2 separate regions of the Gossypium hirsutum genome follow, and region 2 is linked to region 1. A link is a contact called in public Hi-C data. All regions are on one chromosome and are shown on one strand. The core of a region is the stretch at or near the end of the contact, and the rest is flanking DNA. Distances in the headings are between cores, read along the strand shown. Region 1 holds the start of LOC107935671 (protein SRG1). Region 2 holds the start of LOC107952241.

Region 1 (3,649 bases), core at 1,122-3,621:
TTGTGTAAAATACAATGGATTTTTTGTGGCTTTATTGCCAATTACAAAAGGTTTTTTTATGCTACTGTTTGCTTTTTATTTCTTCTACTGTTTCTCTATTTCTATCATCCTTGTTTTTGCTTGTTTACAGATCTTTGGAGAGTCAACGGCGAAGAGATTTTTCCATTTCGGTGCAAGTTTGCAGACGAACCTCGGGACGAGGGTTGGGCAGTGTGCCCGAGAAGGAGCGGCGCACATGGAAGCTAGGGTTTTTGCTTCTGCTGAAAATGTTTAATCATGTGAGTTATTGGGCTTGTATTTGGGTTAGGGTTAATTTCTTTTGGGCCACAGTGTATTTGGACTATTTATATATTTATTTGGTTTTGTTTATCTTTTTGTTTTATTGTTTTTGATTCTAATTTCTACTTGTTGGACCTGGGCGAATTAGGCCTATTACAACACGCTTAAGTGAAGCTAATCTTTTGCTATTATATTTTTCCGTTGCCACATTGCTTTTGCATTGCTAACTTCTTGCCACTTTGGTATCAATATTTAGCCGACCTTAAAGTCGATTTGACATCTAACAGTTTCAACAATGATATCAAGTATATGCCATGGTTTTTCTCCCCAACATAAACTCTTTAATGGTGACTCCACTCCATGGAAAAATACCAGGCTTGGTTTATTGTTTAGCAGTGAAGCAAGATGATCCCAGTATCAGTAACAACGAGTGCGTTGCCATTTAATTGATATGTGATAATAATACTACAATAATAAGCTTATAGAGATAAAAAGAACATACTATATGATATATTTGAACTAGAGACCACCTTGGTCATGGGTCTGTTTACTCTTAAGTAAATATGTTGACATTTCAATCCACGTTTCTCCTGATAATTGGTTAATGAATCAAGTTTTGTTTTTACAATCTTCATTTTCTTCCTCGGTTTTAATTCTCATGAAATCAAGGTAAGACTTGCCATTTAGTCTCCGAGCAAAAAATTCCTTGAAGTATTTCTCCAAAGGGACTCGTCGAAAAATTGCAGGGTTACTGGGACCAATAAGGCTAAGTGCCGGGCCTAATTCCGAGTCTAACTTGGAGCTATAAAAAGTTGCTATTGATAGCCTCTCTTTGGTTGAGTTTACAACTGCTTTATGCTCAATGCTACGATATATCCCATTGCTGAAAATCTACAGAGAAATATAATCATGAGAGGAGACCCTTTTATATAGTCAATGGGATTTCAGACTATTCACAACACCAAGTGAAATATACCTCCATGATGTCTCCAATGTTAACTACTAAAGCATTGGGAAGTGGCTTAATGGAAACCCATTTTCCATCTTTTCGGACTTGAAGGCCTTCCGTTTCACTGAGCTGAAAGAGAATCGTCAAAGCATCAGCATCAGAATGAGGACTGAAACCAATGGTCATATCAGGTTCAGGGCATGGTGGATAGTAATTTATTCTCATTGATTGAATCCCATCATTGAAAAGCTCTCTCATTTCTTCGGTGCCCATATTTAAGGCCCTAGCCATGTAATCTAAAATCCTCAAAGCTAGATTTTTCACTTCAGTAGAATACACTTCCATGGCCTGCCTGCATCAAAAGTGCAAATCAAAATCAAACTATTTCAAAAGTTTCAAATTCCATATTCAAAATAACCATGAGAGATACCTTAACTTAAGGGGGAGCTTTTCAAATAGTTCAATGTTCCTAAGATTGTGTGGCAGTGTGGTGATATAAAACATATCTGACCAATCTAGCTTCTGATCTTCTGAAACTACAAACAATTGACCAAACCCTTCATGGTTATCTGGTTTTTGCCAAAGAAGCTTCTTATCTTCATGAGGTAGTTTGAAGAAATTTCCAATCTCCAACTTGAAATCCTCCAACAATGATATACTAACACTATGGTTCACTACCTATTATTGCCATAAACAAAAGACTTGCTTTTACTGATTTCAAGAGAATACCAACAAGTAATGAGAAAATATGGCGTACCTGGAAGAACCCCCATTCCTTACAAGCAGAGTGCAATCTTTGAAGTTCAGAGTCAACGAAATCCCCAGCAGCAAGTTTCTGAAGATCGATGATGGGGACAGAAGGAAGGTGATGATTGGGTGAGATGGAGTGAGGTTGTCCTTGAAGAGGGCGGAGATATCTAGGTGGGATTTTGGCGATGGGGTCCTTAGCTAACTCTTGAACACTGGGAACGATGATAGACTTCCCAAAGTTGACAAATTCTGCATCTGTTGGCGACTCCATACGGGTCAAGTCTTAGGTTAATTAATGCTTTCAGGTTCCAACAAATGAACGAAAATTAAATAAGATGGAAGTTTAGTAGTGGTGGGATCTTTTTCTCTTGGAGGCTGCATTTTATTAAATAAATATCTTTAGTTGTGGATAGTGGCAGCTGACAACCAAATTGCATTAAATTCAGAAGTAGAGATGAAAATGTAAAATGGTACTGCAGTTTTTTCTTTTTTATCAAAAGGTAGCGAATGTTTTCTATTATTTATCTTTCGAGATTTATCACTGTTTTTTTCTTAATAATATTGTTCTGTTTAAAAACTACAATATATTACCATTATATTTAATACTTATTGATAAATAATAGTTCATGTTAAAATTAATTTAAGTTATGTTTGTATCACTTAAAAATAATTTTTGGGAAACTTTATAACATTTAGATGATTTTGTATAAATTAATTTTTGTTTTTCTAAAACATATATATTTTATTTTTTTTGTTAAAGAAACACAACCTAAATTATACATTTCTTTACAATCAATTTTATATTATAATAAGATAATCTTTATACTAAATAATATTTTATATAGATTTAATAATAATCAATTTATAATTAAAAATTAATCGAAATTCATATTGTATATGAGGGGATAATATCTCATTGGAATTGAAAAAGATAAATGAATTCATACAAGATTTAAATAAATATTTATATTTATTTTATAAAATATTCATATTTTATGTTATAAAGCACTGACTATTAAATATTTACAAATTATAAATTGCTTTTATTGTTAAAATTTATTATTAAAATAAAATTATAATATTAAATTTTTTAGAACAATAGAAAATATTAATTATATTAATAATTTAATATATCACTAAATATAAATATATATGTTTAATAGGATTGAAAATTACAATATTTGATGTTAATATTTTAATATTTCAAAAATTAAAATTTTATTATTAATATAATAATATTTGATTTTGTTCATGTTTATTTTTATATAAAAATAAAATTACTTAAATGAAATAGTTTTCTCCAAAAGGAGAAGTAATTTTCCAAAAAAATAGAGTTATTTTCGAATGATTAGTAAATTATTTTTCGTTGACAAAGTTAGTTTCATGCAATAAACGGAGGAAATTGTACAAATAGTTTTCGTAATTTATTTTTCATTTACCAAGCTATTTTCCATAAAAAACAAAGAAAAAAATAGAAAAATTTTTCTATAAGTCATTTTTTTGTGAAAATATCTCCATGCAATCATTCTCACCTAAAATACAAAAAACCGTCACTAAACTAATATTAAAATTACACTTCGCTCACTCAACTTGCAAAAGTCATGTAATAGTCACTGACAATGTAACACCCTTGCTCATCCCGACTTATGGTACAAATGAGAGATGTTATAG
Region 2 (3,720 bases), core at 1,030-3,529, 540 kb after region 1:
GGCCCAATACTTTTAGGCCCAAATTTAGGGCGTTATACCTCCATTTCACCATTTCTAACCTTAATGCTTGAACGTTGTAGTGTCCCTTTTGCAAGGTCAAAGCTTTGCTCATCACAATTTGCACTCAACAATACTGTATGGTGTTATCTAACAAAATCACCCCTTTTTCGCATTCCTAGCTTCGTCTAACCCATTATTAGTCTCCCCTCTCATACCATGCATACAGTAAACATATATACCATACAAAACATTGTTATGCAATACCCTATGCCAGATAATCATTCAACAATAATTTACTATTATGATCAGCATTAGCATGACAATTTCTCATAACAACATTTAACAACCATAAGATAAAGTGCAGATATTCACCTTGTTTTGTTATCCTTGATAGCTTAGCTAGTCCAAACAACAAAGTTTCCTTCATCTTGGTAGCAGTTCCTTCATTTTCCATTACCAACCTTAAACTCACACCTCTGTCGCTACATGCAGAACTACCTTTATCTGCATCCCCCTTTTTCTTCAGGATGACTTAAGAATATGATGCTAGGGAGATGACAAAATCTATCAACAGACTTCAGAAAAATCTACCTCCACTAATGTCTTATATATATTCTCCTTAGGCATGGTCCACACCAACCATATCCACCATCCATTCTTAGCCATTTTGTTTCCCACTTTGGAACCGGCCGGTTCTATCCTAACCAAACCAAAGTTGGGATCCAACTAATCGGAATTTGGCCACTTCAATTTCTAAATTACCTGGTAGGATTCTATGATGCTATTCCTCTCAATTTAGTCCTAGTTTCATTAATTTCGAAATAATAATGATATCTGGGTGTTACAACAATGATTTGGTTCTTAGGTTTTGAAGTGACCAAGTTATAACTGAAATTTCATCACAAAATAAAAAATTAAAATAAAAGGAAAACTAAATATTTAACCAATAAAATGATATTCATCTAAATAAAAGGAGGCTTTGCGTGAGAGAATGTTTGGGTGAGTAACAAGAAAGGATAAGAGAAGGGAAAAGGGAAGAGGATAGGAAGAAACAGATGTGAAACACAAGAATCATATAATTTTTATAATCAAGACCACATTAAGACAATGTGTAAATTGCTAAAGGTTTTGTTTTCTAAAATCAGGACCAAATTGACACAATGTGTAAATGTTAAGGGCTAAATTTGTTATTATAACATTTTTTAATTGCCACATCATCTCTCTGTCACAAAGTTAACAATAGTTAATGGAATTGGACCAAAAAATGCAAATGCGATTAGTTGGGTGACTATTTTGTAACTTTTTAAAGTTAAGTGTTTTGCCCATAATAATAACCTCTAATATAAGAAAACCCCAAGATAATTTGGAGTCACCCATGAATCGAGTCCCTATAATGATATTTAAACCAAAGTAATATTATGTATATCAAACCTTTAACTTTACCATTACAACAAAATAAAGATTTAGTTTTATATGACTTTTTAGTAAATATATTCATGACCAATATTGTATGTATAGGACCAGACCGATTAGATCAAGAACCGGTCAAGTATCGTTTTTGAGAGGTATTTGGAACTAGTTGACTTGGACTAATTGAGTCGATCGAACCGCTGAATTAGTGATTTGACCTGTTCGAGTACTAGTCTGATTAAAAAAAATTATTTATTACATAATTTTCCACCCACATAATTGGTGTGACATATTTAGTTATAGTAATTCCATATTATAAAATATTTAATCTTTATTTTTCTAGGTTAAAATATCCTCCGAGTCGATGTACTTTTTAAACGTATTTAGACTCTCTACTTTTATTTCTAGGATTTAGTCTTTCTACTTTTTAATTTTTAAAATTTAAGTCTAATTGTTAATTTTGCTAAAATATTTCTGTTAAGTTGAAGTTTATTACAATACTATTCTTTTTATTATGTAGCTACCAAAGTGAGTATTTTGTTATTTCAAAATGTCATACCAGTGAATTTAACAAAAGAATTTTAATGGTGTTAACAATTGATATTAAATTTTGAAATCTTAAAAATAGAGAGACCAAATTACTAAAAATAAAAGTCAAAACACTAAATTTCAAATTTTTAGAGAGTACAAGGACCTAGAGTATATTTTAACATTTTTTATATCAACGTATATAATACTCCATGTCCCGTTACAAACTTAAAAGTTACATTATATTTAGTTGAGTGTAATAGGAATAGATTACAACCCAATTCATTGGGCCCCACCACCAAACCAATGTTTGGTTGGCTGTAATACCATTACAGCTTTATTCAATTCAACCTCTATTCCCACTAAACACGTTGAATAACATTCGGTTCCTTACCCACAGAATAGCCCTTCAGAGTGTCTCAATTTCAATTTTACCCTTCTTCCTTCCTCACGTCTGAAGCCTCTTCTCTTTTTCGTTCTTTTTCCCATTTCCTTCCAGCCTTCTTAACCATATTCATCTCTAAAGTTTCAACCTTTCATGATTTTGAATTAGGTTTTTGATATTTCCCAAAATTATCTGAAAAAAGAAAATGATTTTGGGGGATTTGCACAAGGTCTGGGAAATCAAAGCATTGAAGAGGAAACCTGGAGAAGAAGAAGCCAAAAAAAACTTAGAGAAAATAGCCAAACAAGTTCAACCCATTATGCGTAAGCATAAATGGAGGGTCAAGCTCCTCTCAGAATTCTGGTATCTTTATCAATTTTATTTATTTTTGTATTTTTATTCTGTTAAAGAGAATGATTTTTTTCTTCAATTGTGCTGAATTCTTTTTCTTCAATTATGATTGATGGAAGAATGGGTATTTACGGTTATACTACTGAAATTCAAGCGCTTTTCTTTTATGGCATTAAGATGTGTTTTATCAATGCTAAAGCATAATGCCGAAGGCAAATAATCATTGAAAGAATTGTGAAGTGTTTGCATGCTTTGAGTTATCATACTAGGAGTTACTTTGGCTTAACTTTCAAAAATTATACTGAATTTAGTTTTGATTTTTTTTCATATTGATAGTCTGAATAATCCAACTTTGCTTGGGCTGAATGTGGGAGCTGGCATCCACGTGAAGTTAAGGCTATGAAGATCGAACCGGGATTGTGATTTTCATCACTTCGATCAAGTTCTTGATACAATGCTTCATGAGCTTTGCCATAATGCCCATGGTCCTCATAATGCTAGTTTTTTACAAGCTCTGGGATGAGCTTAGAAAGGTCCATTTCCATTCTTTTAGATAGTCCCTAATCACCATTTTCCAGTGCCAAATGCTGTTTCATGGATGGTTCATGTCTATATTACTAATTTTCCTGTTAAGACTTGTTTAAGATCGTGCTATTGTGTTAGAACCATATAAGCCCATTAAATGAAAGATTCTGGTGTGTGAGGATCAAATCATTAAGAAAGCATTATTAGGTGTGACTGGAGGTTCTCAGGATGTGCCTATATATGGATTCACGATTAAACATTATCTATGTGGAAAAGGGAGAGCTTATGTTAGTTGAATAATCTGATTATTGGTTACAATGTATTTGAGCCCTATGTTAGTTTTAATCCATTTGGGATGCATGTCTTACTTGGAAAATTGGACTGATCTTTGCTCAATCAGTGTTCCTTCTACATGTTTCCTCATTTTTGTCTATCTACTTGTGTTTCTGGAATTATTACAATTAAATAAGGGTTAGTTAAGGTTTTAAGAAATGCACATTTATTTTTATCTTAGGTATCCT

What was found. Hi-C and Micro-C count contacts between places; a contact is called where the count stands out from the background.
Region 2: a Hi-C map of leaf shows a contact between it and region 1, with 10 times the contacts expected there. The contact joins the promoter of LOC107952241 here to the promoter of LOC107935671 in region 1. A contact is called at or near these places in 3 of 34 Hi-C or Micro-C datasets (callus and leaf).

The regions. Positions count from the first base shown.
Region 1 is chrA01:52,871,178-52,874,826 of Gossypium_hirsutum_v2.1, forward strand. LOC107935671 (protein SRG1) reads right to left here and starts at 2,372. Exons shown (of 4, transcript XM_016868295.2): 1 at 1,986-2,372; 2 at 1,659-1,906; 3 at 1,256-1,580; 4 at 768-1,170. The coding sequence starts at 2,249. The coding sequence ends at 889.
Region 2 is chrA01:53,411,933-53,415,652 of Gossypium_hirsutum_v2.1, forward strand. LOC107952241 reads left to right here and starts at 2,280. Exons shown (of 2, transcript XM_041097059.1): 1 at 2,280-2,686; 2 at 3,011-3,720.